2 separate regions of the Ovis aries genome follow, and region 1 is linked to region 2. A link is a contact called in public Hi-C data. All regions are on one chromosome and are shown on one strand. Each heading gives the region's core, a stretch centred on a gene start, on an enhancer-like site or on the middle of the called end of the contact. The rest is flanking DNA. Distances are from core to core; before and after follow the strand shown.

The links. Hi-C and Micro-C count contacts between places; a contact is called where the count stands out from the background.
Region 1: a contact with region 2 is called in a Hi-C map of muscle, with 2.4 times the contacts expected there. The contact joins two enhancer-like sites. A contact is called at or near these places in 2 of 16 Hi-C or Micro-C datasets (liver and muscle).

The regions. Positions count from the first base shown.
Region 1 is chr5:51,891,790-51,898,254 of ARS-UI_Ramb_v3.0, forward strand. The region is part of intron 20 of ARHGAP26 (Rho GTPase activating protein 26); the gene reads left to right. Among named protein-coding and RNA genes, the nearest start is that of NR3C1, 220 kb to the right of the region's middle. Within about 2 kb of position 3,887, at least 7 of the 54 cell types and tissues checked have an H3K27ac peak or open chromatin away from gene starts, as enhancers often do. A contact at or near this core is called in muscle, where this site is marked.
Region 2 is chr5:51,726,028-51,732,414 of ARS-UI_Ramb_v3.0, forward strand. The region is part of intron 12 of ARHGAP26 (Rho GTPase activating protein 26); the gene reads left to right. Among named protein-coding and RNA genes, the nearest start is that of ARHGAP26, 270 kb to the left of the region's middle. Within about 2 kb of position 2,969, at least 4 of the 54 cell types and tissues checked have an H3K27ac peak or open chromatin away from gene starts, as enhancers often do. A contact at or near this core is called in muscle, where this site is marked.

The DNA of each region.
Region 1 (6,465 bases), core at 2,637-5,136, 170 kb after region 2:
CTTTCACGGTCCTGGTGTAAGTGACAGATGATACTATCACTCTAGTTGGATACAGCATAGCATTAATCATAACACCTCTTCACATTATCACCCAGTGTCTTTCTCACTAAAGTGATTGCCTTTGGACCAGGAACCCTCTTACTTGTCTTTGTACCTTCAGCCTATCAGAGCACTGCTTGGCTGACATTTTGCCACGAAGTAGGTGTTGAATGAAAGAATCGGCATATCAGACGGCATCACAAGCCTGTAGGGTTTGGGTCCATGAAATGTATGTGAAATCACCAACCATACTGTTACCCAATGTGGGCAGGCCTTATCAAATGCCAAGGTGCTCTGTTACAGTTGATGACCAGGCTGAGAGCCTGCCCGTGACAGCGTGTAGAGAGTCGACATATACATGTATTTTATGTGCACGTGGACCCATAGCTATCTTGAAAACAAGGTGCCATCAGCAGACTACAAGTTTAGAAAACTTCCTAGGAGGTTTAGAATCTGGCTGGCGCTATTAGAGTAGTACTACAAAGTACACTGATAGGGTTTACCACTTTTCAGAGCCTGTTTTGTTTGATGTTTGCATTGACTCCAATCACACTTACTCCTCTGACTCTTGCACTAAACTGTACCATACCTCACACCGGTGCCCGTTTCTGGTTCGTGGCTGTGTCCCTGGCACTTGGCAGTGCTGTTAGTAGGTATTTGATAAAAAAGGGCTGGCTGGCCGAGGAATGAGGGCAGCTAGCGCCTACATTTTGTGAATGAGAGGAACTGAGGCTGAGAGGGCTGGGTGGCCTATTCACAAGGGTGTGGCAGTCTTCAGCTGGAAGGCTACTCTCCAAGCTTGGACCTTCTGATTCCAAGTTTTGTGCCTTTCCTGTGGAATCAGCACCAGAAAAAAAAACAGCATCATGCTTATTGTGTGGGGTTACCAACTTTGTGAGTGACGTGGAAAGGCAGGAGATTGCCGTTCCCCCTGCCTGGTGTCCCACCCCACCGACCCGCACTTGCTGATGTCTCCTGGCCCCCACTGGGTCCACTGTGAGTTCCCTGGAGAGCCTTCCCTGACCCCTTTGCCCTTGACTACACAGATTTCCCAAGCTGTCAAAGTAGCCAGGGCCAATGTCTGTCACTAGATTTCTGTCATTGACACAAGTACAGCTGCCACCATCCTTCCAGGGCTCCAGTGGTGCCAGTGAGCTGAGTGAGATGTTCACATTTTCTCACTATCAGCCCCTTTGTGTCCCTAGTGGCTCAGCGGTAGAGAATCTGCCTGCAGTGCAGGATAGTTGGATGTGATCTCTGGGTTGGGAAGATCCCCTGGTGAAGGAAATGGCAGCCCACTCCAGTATTCTTGCCTCGGAAGTCCCATGGACAGAGGAGCCTGGCAGGCTACGGGGTCACAAAAGAGTTGGACCCAATGACTAAACAACAAGCCAGGAGGCAGCCTGCTATGACCTCATTTTTCAAATGGGGGAACTGAGGCTCAGAAAGGTTATCTCCCCTGCGCTAGGTCACATAGTGTGCACAGAGCAGACCAAGAAATGCATCCCATGGCTCCAGGATGCTGAGCCCACCACACCCCGCTTACCTAACTGCAGAATAATCTTCTGTTTAGATGCGAAGTTTCCTCACTGGGCTGGACCTTGCTGCTTTGCAGCATCCAATCTTTCCCAGCATCATGGAGGTGTTTAGTAAATAGTTGTTGGGTAGATAAGCAGGTGAAGCAGCAAGGAGAGAGCTGTGTGACCCCAAGTGTGAACAGTAGTCGTGTCAGCTTCTCAGACCAGACCACGACCACGTGTGATGCTTTTCGTGATCGTGGCTTTCTCATCTTTTGGCGACGCTCCCTCCCCTGCATGCTGCCCTTGCGACTCAGAACAGACAGTGAGCCGTGGTTGGAGTCAGGTTCCTGGCATCACCTCCCCTCTACCTGGGGCAAAGCTCACAGAAGGGAGGCAGGGTCCTTACTTCCAGGCTGTAAGGTGGCCACTTCAAAAGGATTCAGAGGGAGACATCTTGGGGTTTCTTCAGCTTTTCTTGCCTCGGGCTATTTGCCGCCAAATAGCCCTTTTTAAAAAAATCTGGAGTTACTTCCAGTGTTTGGAAAATTCACATTTGATTTGTTAATATGGGGAAAGTTCTGTGCTGAATTTTTTTCATCCCTATTCTTGAGACTAAATATAGGCATCTCTCCTGTTTCCACTTCCTCCCCCGACTCCACCCTCCCCTCTCAGCCTGGGCTTTGTCCCCAGCTACTCTGCTGACACTGCTTCTCACCAGGTCACCAGCGTCTGCCCTGTCAAACCTTGAGGATCCTTCTCAGCCCCCACCTTGCTTCATTGCTGGCAGTATGGGGCATGGTCAGTGGACCCCTCTGTTTAAAGTCCTCTCTTGGCTTGTCTTGGGTGGCACCACACTCTCTTGATTTTCTTGCTTGCTCTCTGCCTGTCTCTTCTGAGGGTTCCTTTTCTCTTAAAAATTATTTCTTCTTAACTCTTCAGTGAATCACATCATTTTCTGTGGTTCCAGTTGCCAGCAACCTGCTGAAGACTCTCTGTATCCCGATCTTCTGCCTGTTCCCATGTGTCTGCCTTAGACCCATGTTGTCCAGTTGTCTGCCAAGCCCAGCACCAGCCAACTTCATGCACGAATGCTTCCTCTCATAACCCTGCATTTCCTGTTTCCATGTATTTTACCACTCTCCATCGGGTGCCTGGAAACCTGGCCAGCTTCCTTTACTTCTTTTACTGACTTCTCATGAATCATCTGTTCTGTGCTTAGTCGCTCAGTTGTGTCTGACTCTTTGCGACCCCATGGACTGTAGCCCACCAGGCTCTTCTGTCCATGGGGATTCTCTAGGCAAGAATACTGGAGTGGGCTGCCATGCCCTCCTCCAGGGGTTCTTCCCAGCCCAGGGATCAAACCCAGGTCTTGCGTTGCAGGCAGATTCTTTACCAACAGCCGTCAAGGAGGCATCAGTTATCTAGACCTGTCATTTCTGGCTCTCTCATACCAGCCTGTTTGTCTCTGTCCCTCCTGCCTCCACCCTAGCCCTAGACCTTCTGGTGTTCTTTACCCTTGACTGGTCCCTCCAGCTCATGCTCTATACTGCAACCCATGGGATGTGCAAACCTGAACTCCCCTGCTTCTTTACAGTCTTGATACCCCTCCCCCACCATTGATACCATAAACTCCAGAATCCTTATTAACGGAGAGGCCCTGGGTGATACACCCCTGCTTGACCCTGTTTAAACCCTGCACTTGGGCCAACTGAACTTGTTTCACTTCCTCAACCTTACCCTGTGCCTTTTTACCTCTGGAGAATATTGTGTTATTCTCCTTCAGGGGTCACTTCCTTCGGAAAACCTTCCGTGATTCTCCCTGCTCGCCCCTGTTCTCTCTCCTAGACTGTGTAGAGAATCCCTGCGTATTAGGGAAGCGCTTACCCAGCTCCCCGTAGGGTGTAATCACAGTGTGTTGTCGTTGCCTGGTTATTTGTCTCATACACTGTGGGCCAATGATGTTTTCGCCATCATATTTCCTCAGCACCCAGCACGGTGCCTAGAACTTAGTAATACAGATTTGTTTTTTATAGGAATGAGTAAGCACATAAAATACATTGAAAAAGATTTCTGAACAATCAGTTTTGCAGAAAGTAGAACTTGTGCCCACCCCCCCTCCTTCCCCGTACTTGGGAAATGGCACTCACCTTTGAGATTTTTCAGTGGGGGTTATTTTTTTTTTTAAATTCTATAAGCACATCAAATGTTTAGCAATGCTTCAGATTCAGGAAATTGTTTAGAACTCTGCAGTGCCTTCTAGTTGAACACAGAATACAATCTCAAATGTCTATCCTGGCCTGTGTGACCTGGCTCTGACTGGTTACCTTACTTGACCTCTCCTGCCTCACGTCATATGACCATCTCCCTTGCTTGCCATGCTCCTATGCTTACTCTGTTCCTCATACAAAATACACTTCATTCTTGCCTCAGGACCTTAGCAACACCTGTTCCTGCTGCCTTAGAAGGATCTTCCCTGATCCTCACACACCCTGGCCTGCCCTGACCCTTCCAAACCCCACCCATCACTGTCTACCATCACTGTCTCCTTGTTTTATTTTCTTTATAGCACTTTTCCTCTGCAATCTTATCTTGCCTCCTAACTGACTGACTTGTTGTCCATCTCTCCTTAAGACACTCTAAACCCCATGAGAGTAAGCATCTTACTATATTATATATCACATAGTATCCCCAGCAGTCCTGGCTCACAGTACATGCTTCATAAGTATTTGTTGAATGAAACCATTTTAGTTGTGGGGGGAAAAAAAAAAAAAACTTGTTTGTTCATGAGTTAAGAATTCCTTTATCCAGAGGTAGTCATTAACACAGAAGATGTACAAGATAATTTCTCACCTGCCTGAAGTACTTGACCAAATTATCCACATAGCAACTGAGTTTTTGTAGACTCATCACCAGTTGTATCAGGCCAGAATGTCCTGAAGTTTCCTAGAAATAGAGACGAATTCTTTGCTCTCTGGATGGTGGCCTGGCCACGTCAGTTCTTAAGTAAATAGTCACTATCTTTAGCCACTCCATTCTCAGATTCAGATCCTTTGTAAGTAGTTGTTTCCATAAATCATGTCAAAGAAACGATTTTTGCAAGGTATGGCCCTCAGTTAATCATAGTGCACCCGATCCGTTACAACACAGGTCCTTTGGAAAGTTGATGCTACCACTTGCTGAAAGCATATTCCTCTAGTTTTGACTCCAGCTGAACACAACATATCGGCAACAGGAAGGCTAGTTTAGAGTTATTCTTCTTACGCCCCGTGCAGTTTAAAAGTGGCGTATGAGCCTGTTTCTTTTCCTGGATATTGCCTATCAGGGAATTTGGGCTATTCCTTGTGGCAACATAACCTCTCTAGTAAACGCCGCACTTGGCCCTGTACTTCTGGAGATGAGGGCAGAAGGTGAGTTGGGGGTAGGCCCAGAGTGAAAAACGTCCTGGAAGATTTTCTGTGATTTTCCAGAACACCAAATTTGTGTATCTGTGCTCCTTATCTGGCGATGGTTTCTGGTGGGGAATTGAGCTAATGAGTGCAGAGCTCTCTGTGACCTGCCTTGTAATGAGCCCTAAATAAATATTAACTATTCCTACTTTTCACTCATCTCAGCTGCTATTCTGGAAGGACATATGACCCTAGGCTTTGGGGCAAAACCACCAGGAGTTTGCCCCCCACCCTGAGCAGTTGCAAAACACACAATCTGTCTGTCATCTTCTGAGGAGCAGCTTGCAGAATGAGTTGGCTCTAGGCAACTCATTTCTTGAGCTCTTCTCTGCCCACACGTACCACATTTTACCCAGAGAGCAACAGCTGTACCCCAGTGGAAATTCCCCCAGGGCGCTCACTGCCTCTGGTAATGGGCAGAGCACACCAGGGGAATGGCTTCCCTCTCCCTCTCCCAGTGTCCAGCACAGGCACCCAGATACCAGTGGAAGCCCTGAGGCAACACAGCAATAACCCTGCCCCTCGCAGACATCAAAACAAGCGTTTCTTTGTGGTCTCTATACGCAGGCAGAGAATTCTGACTGGGGAGATGGTAGAAGGCAATTGGGGAAAGACTCCATTTTCTTAGTTTCAATAGAATTTTGGATAACTTGTAGTTCTTGAAAACTGTTTGTTCTGTCTCTTTTCCCCAAGGGAGCCGCGTCATTTGAAGTTACCTTTGCCCCTGGTCCAGTAAGGGGATAAGGCATTCAGATTCTGAAAGTTTCACGGAGGGAAAGGGGTTAAGGGAAAACAGCATATGTGTGTACACACTGATGGCCTGAATATTACATTATCTATTTCAACAAATAAACTTTAGACCAGATCAGTCTATCAAATACAGAGACAACATTGATCTTTCAGGAGCAATTTGCCAACTCCAAAATGCCAGCTGTCCCTTCTCGCCCGTTGGGAGTAGGAGAATGCTTCTTTTTCACTAGCTGAAATACTCATTATGAATATTTGAGCCTCCAACCCAGATTATCTTTTTTTATCAAGTATCCTTTTATCTCCCCTTTGAAAAAAGAACATGAGGAACATTCCCTCTTAAGGACATCGTACCTGCCGGAGTATCTCCGGTGTCAGTCGCAGCTGAGATGTGATGGGGGTGACTGGGCTTGTTTGCTCTCAGTGTGTGTGTCCCTACTATGTATAAGCTCATTCATTCCCTTGCTATAATTGAGTGTTCAGACTCAGCTTGCTGATTGATGGACTGGAGGAAGCCAGTAATTCTCTATTTAGGAGACGAGGCTAAGGCAGAACAAACCTCCCCTCCCTTCTCTCACCACCCCCTTATTCTGAAACGGTGCAGTGCTTCAGGGCAGGCTCCTCTTAGAGCTCTCATTTACTTTGGAATAACGATTCAAACCTAGTGCGATCTACCCCGTTTTTGTCTCAGTGGTTTGATAGGCTTGTTTGAC
Region 2 (6,387 bases), core at 1,719-4,218:
TTTACGGATATACTAATGTGCAGGCAAGTGCCCACGGCCAGTTGGAATGGACTTCCAGCTAGGCTAGAAAGACTTTAAAAAGTACCCTCCCTTCTCCCCAGAAGAAGGAAATATAGTTCTCCCTCTTTTATTTCCTTGTTTTAATCCCTTCATTCCTTCCAGTTTGTTCTTAACCTAATACTTTAGCAAGACTCCTTTTTATCTGCATAATGCTTAAGAACCCACTTCAGGTTGCCAACTTGTCATTCACACCAGAGCTGAGAGGAAGAGCAGTGATTGGAGAAAGTTTGCAAAGTTGGAATTAGGATCTGTAGGGTGTGGACATGGAATCTCTGAACCTCATTCCAAAGGTTTGACACATTTGTATTTTTGCTTATTATGAAAATAATATGAACTCATTGTGAAACATTAAGGAAATGTAGCAAGGATTTTCAAAAATTCAATAAGAATCATCTATAATTTCATCTCTAGAGATACTTCTTCCTTGCTTTTTCTTCTTTCATGATGTCTTACGTTTATTTTGCCAATGTCAGTATGTATTTCTACTTAACTGACATTATACTGAACATACTTGTTGGTATTCTGCTTTTAAAAATTCACAAGCGTTTTCTCAGATGCTGAGTTGTTTATAAATATTATTTGTAATGGTTGTTGCATGCTCTGTCATAAGAGTGCATCCTGATTTGTGGAACTATTTCCTGTCATTGGTCTTGAATGTCCTTTCCAGAGTTCTGCTTTTGTGAATGACATCAGGGTGAGCATCCTTGTACATCCGTCTTTGTACACATTTCACGTAACTTCACATGGGACAGTCCTAATGGATGAGCTGGGAGAGCTGTTTCCTGGTGAATACAGTTCCTGGTGAACTGGGAGGGTACTGTGTGAATGATGCAGATTATCCTGCAGGCCTGCTGGCCGTGAAACCACGGCTCAATGCTGGGCCTCTCTAAGCTTCTCTTTCCCTGTTTGTGAAATGAGGATAAATCACAACCCTACCTCATAACCTTGCTGTGAGCATAAAAGCCCAACACAATATCTGGTCTATTAGTGAATAAGTGCCTAATTACTGTGGTTATTATCCTTGTTGTTATCTGGTCATACCAATTACTCTCCCATATGAGGAAGAAAGAAGTCACTGGGTTAGGGGAGCCACTTCTGAGCGGAGCAGGGGAAGAGAACAAAGGGCAGAAGCCAACACCCCTGCTGTTGGGGGCTGGAGGCCAGCCTGTGTTAATCCACTGAATCCTCTGGATCCTCATGACTGCATTTCTCAAAGTAGGGGATGCACACTGCTGGCGACAGCCCAGATCGTTTTGTATGCTGCTGCTGCTGCTAAGTTGCTTCAGTCGTGTCCGACTCTGTGCGACCCCATAGACGGCAGCCCACCAGGTTCCCCCATCCCTGGGATTCTCCAGGCATGGACACTGGAGTGGGTTGCCATTTTCTTCTCCAATGCATGAAGGTGAAAAGTGAAAGTGAAGTCGCTCAGTCGTGTCCGACTCTTAGTGACCTCATGGACTGCAGCCTTCCAGGGATTTTCCAGGCAAGAGTACTGGAGTGGGGTGCCATTGCCTTCTCCGTTTGTATAGGACCAGACAAATGTTTTCAATTGCCTTTTAAATTTATGTATTTATTTAATGTGTATTGACTGGGGACCAGCCCACAAGTAAACATAACTTCTCCCTGCCCCACCCAGGTTTCTAAATGTTACTGCTTAGCACAGGGGTCAGGTTTTTCAGGAAAGGAGTAGATTTTTGGATTTGTGGTGCTATTTCACTCTGCTTTGATGGTCTGAAAGCAGCCATAGACAATGTGGAAACAAAGGGGGTGGTGTTATTTATAAAACAGGCAACAGTGAGTTTAGTCCATTAACTACAAGTTTGTTAACTCAGCGTGATACAAAGATAGGTTTTTAAATATTCATCTCTTCAAGACAGCATGGGGTTATGGCAGGGAGCACGAGTGTGGTGCGTGGATGGGTACTACTGCAGAAATGCTATTCACAGCAAGCGAGTTACAAGTGAGCAAACAGGCTTAAGGATGGCAAGGTACCAGAGCTAAGTCTGCCCGATTGCCAAGATCATTTCCCCTACCATTCTTGATGTGCGTGAGATCTTTGCTCTGCCCTGCCATCTGTCATTTTGTGGGCAACCCAGTGCGACTGGAAAGAGTTTCATCATCAATTTCCAATACTTAATCTGCCCAGCAGTTTGCCATTGAGGGGCCATCCCTTGTTCCTTCTTAGTGAGCCTCCTCCAGAGCCATCTGTGGCTCTTCACACGTCACATAGGATGCTGGGAGAATCAGAGTCACATATTTCAGTGACTCAAGCTTCCCAGGTGCAGAGCTGCAACATGACCCATTACTCTCCCACGGACTTTGACAACACAACCACAGCTGCTTTATATGTTGTTTCTGTTATATACACTCGTTCTCTCGGCTGTTACTCAGATTAGACTCCATAATGTTGCTGGATCAAAGCACTTCTTGTTTCATGAGGATAAGATTGAGGACAAGGAGAGAGATGGGAGGGGCATCATTACCTTTCTCTGTTTGCCCATTGCCCTGTTCTGGTTTCTGCATTCCCTTCATCCTCTGCCTCAGCTTCCATTGATCGTAAAGCAGAAAAAGAGATTGAGTCTTGAAGCTCTCAGGGCAGGAAGATCTGATGGGACCACATGGGTCACTGTTTTTAAAATGTTCTGAAGTCTTTAGCCATCACTAAAAAGCTAGCAGTCTCACGAAAGCAGCGAAGGACAGGAGAGCAGCTTTTTTTTCTTTTGCTTCCAATCACCTTTGGCCTTTTGCTTTGAGAACACCCCCAGTTGAGAGGCTGGAGAAGACAGCCGCGAGTAGCCAGGATCCCTGTGGGATCAGAGCCATCCAGCGGCTGCCAGATCTCCACTGGTTGGTGGCTTATAAATAGAACATTTCCCCTCTTAAACCTGAGAAGGATGGATGCATTAGTGGGGATGGTGGCCTGGCCTCCTATGTGCTGGCCCACGAGGGAGTCAGCTGAGTACACCTTCCCCTCCAGCTTTCTCTCTACGCCTGCCAGCCAGAGTTGATAGAAGACAGGCGTGCATTCCCTTCCCGCTGCCCCCAGCCCCTCTTGGCCCTTCTTCTTTCCCTTTTCCCTCCATGGCAGCTTTTTGTCACCACTACTTTCTTCTCCTGAGCCACGGTAGGATAAGATGGTCTCCTGCTCCCTCACTGAAGTGCTGGCCCCCAGCCTGCTTTTCCTTACGAGTTGTGAGCATGGCGCAGCTGCTCGCTGTGGAGAGTGGCAGCAGCCGGCATGAGCGCTGGGGGCCAGAGGGAGAGGAAGGAGAAGGAATGGATTGTTTTCTCTGAGATGCTATTCTCTGGGTTCCCAGCCCTTTGCTTTGGTGACACCCCACCCCTCAAGGACATGGCTGACGGGGTACTCCTCAGACTTGCCTGTGCAGTCAGAAGACTCTCGGCTCGTCCTCAAATCTCTCCTCTCCTCAGCCAGCCTTAGACTGACAAACGCAGCCAGTGCGTGACTTCGTTGTGGCCTGATATCCCCTTCCCCTCAGCCATGTGGGCTCTGGACAGACAGTAGGCTGCCGCCTGGCAGGTGCCCACCACCCCTTGGCATCCCAGTTTGGGCTTCAACCAAGGAGCCGCGAGCAGGTCCCTGGCAACATCCTTAACTCTTAAAGCCCAGTGCAAGGGGCTGTGGAGAGAGACTGATTTTCCTCACTGGCACCAAGTACAGGCTCTTGATCAATGAAATCATTAGTGATAAACATTATCATTAGTACATACTGTGTCCCAGGCAATGTGCTTATTGTCTGACCTACATTATATTGTTTGATCTTTGTAAGAACCCTGTGAAGCAGATGGTAGTATTGACCCCATTTACAGATGAGAAAACTGAGGCTTCATCCTAAGTGCAAGCTTGTAGTTACTCAAGATCATTCCTTCCCCCCATAATCAGTGTTCAGTGTGCACCTCTCATTCAGCATGTAAGATTTTGTGAAAGCTGTCAAGTACTGTTCCCCACAGTGGGGGGCAGTTTGAGTAGTGGTTGGGAATGTTAATTCTGGAGTATTATTACACATGTGTTTGGGATCCCAGCCTCATGGCTTATTGAATTTGTGACTGTGGAAAATTAATTTCTCCAGACCTCAGTTTCTTTATCTGTAAAATGAGGATAGTCTTACTGTCTACATCATTGGTTTTTTTGAGAGTATCAAATGAGAATAAACTGGAAATTCTTTAATCAGTGGTGCTTGGTATTCTAAGCAGTCATTAAATGTTGCTCTCTGCTGTTATTATCAATAACATCATCATTAGCTGAAACGAGAGGCTATTTATATAAAGCCTGACACTGGATAGTTTTCTTTCAGAGTGCCTTCACATGCATTGCTTTTTTAAATTTCTACTGTGCTTGATCTTCAAGATGAGAAAAAGGGTCCGAGAGGTGATGTATTTCCACATCATACAATATCATGGTGATTCCAGGTGCAAATCTTAGGCCTCAGATTCTGAATGGCATCTCCTTCCCTGCCTTCTACCACCCTGGAGTTTGATGTGTCTGAAAAATAGCTAAACCGTTTCTAGGGCAGATAAGGTAGAGGATGCGTAGTCAGAGGCAGGAAGGGATCTAGCTGGACAGAGGAGATTGGTTTTCCACTTGAAACACATCCACCTTCGGAAAGCTGGCACTGATCTCTCTTGGTTGAGAAATCAGAGCATAGCCACCCAGGCCTCGAGGTAGAAAGGAATTGAGGCCACTGGACTGTAAGTCATTCTTGGGATGTCCGGAGTCCCAGGTAGGAGACAAATGGTTCTGATTAAGATGGTTCACATTACCAAGGCGTGTGTGCAGCCTTGCTTCTTTGCAGCTGTCTGATCAGGAATTTTAAGGTAGACGAGGAGATTGCAGATGTCAAAACCCACAAGGAAACTGTCCTTCCTCCATCCTTCCGCCCCATGCTGGTCTGCAGTTCTCAGCTGTACTGTGCAGAAACCCGCCTGCTGCCGCTTTGGCTGCCTCTGTCTGGCTGAGAACTGGAACATCTGAGACTTGCAGGTTTATTCCAAGCCAGGCAGGGTTTTCATCTCTTCCTCTGCTACCTGTTTAACTTGCTTTACTCTCCGTCCTTCTCGGCTTATTTTTCTTAATGTGTGTCTATGGAAACCATGAGAAAAGATTGGAGAAGGCAATGGCACCCCACTCCAGTACTCTTGCCTGGAAAATCCCATGGACGGAGGAGCCTGGTGGGCTGCAGTCCATGGGGTCGCTGGGAGTCGGACATGACTGAGCAACTTCACTTTCACTTTTCACTTTAAGCATTGCAGAAGGAAATGGCAACCCACTCCAGTGTTCTTGCCTGGAGAATCCCAGGGACGGGGGAGCCTGGTGGGCTGCCGTCTATGGGGTTGCACAGAGTTGGCCATGACTGAAGCGACTTAGCAGCAGGGAAGAAAATCCTGATTGGTGGTATTCATGCACAGAGGTCAGGGGGTGAATGAGAGCCCTATCAGTGCTATCTGTTCTGCAGTTCCCCAGCAGACCCCTGTACTCTGGAAGGTACCAGGGTTCAGTCAGCTGCTCCCCACTGAGGTTCCTGGAGTGTAGGAACTTCTTTACCTATTGATTTCTTGGTGTCTCTGCTGTGGGTTGTATTTGTTGCTTCCTTCAGGAAATGTATATTGAAGCTACGGTAGTGAACAACGCAGATGAAGTCCCTGAATGAGAGCAGGGACCCCAAACAGTCAGCTAGCAAACAAAGGGAGGCTTGCAGGTGGCGAGAAGGGCTATGAGGAAGCAAGAACAAAGGGATAGGGAGTTACAGGGGAAGGGTGGCTATTTTATATTTAATTTATTTTTTACTGCAGTATAGTTGATTTTACAGTGTTGTGTTAATTACTGTTGTACAGTAGAATAGCTCAGTTATACACCAAGACACATTGTTTTTCATATTCTTTTCCATTATGGTTTATCACAGGATATTGAACATAGTTCCCGGTGCTGTACAGCAGGACTTTGTTGTGTATCCATCCTATATGTAACAGTTTGCATCCACTGACCCCAAACTGTCCATCCCTCTCTTGATGGGTGGCTTTTTTAGATACCAGGGACAGAGGAGGCCTCCTTGAAGAAATGACATTTAAGGAGAAACCTGAACAAACCTAGGGAGGGTGGCATGTCAGGAACTGGCAGAGAAACAAGCATGCACAGAGGCCCCTACAGTGGGGAAGCTGAACTAGCCATGTTCAAGGAGTATCAGGAAGGATCCTTGTGACTGTATTGGCAGAGACCAGATGGAGAGTGTTCAGGTGGACTGAGCCATGTGAGGCTGTGGTCAGGAGGTAGGATTGCATTCTGAGTGTCATGAGAAGTCCCTGGCGAGT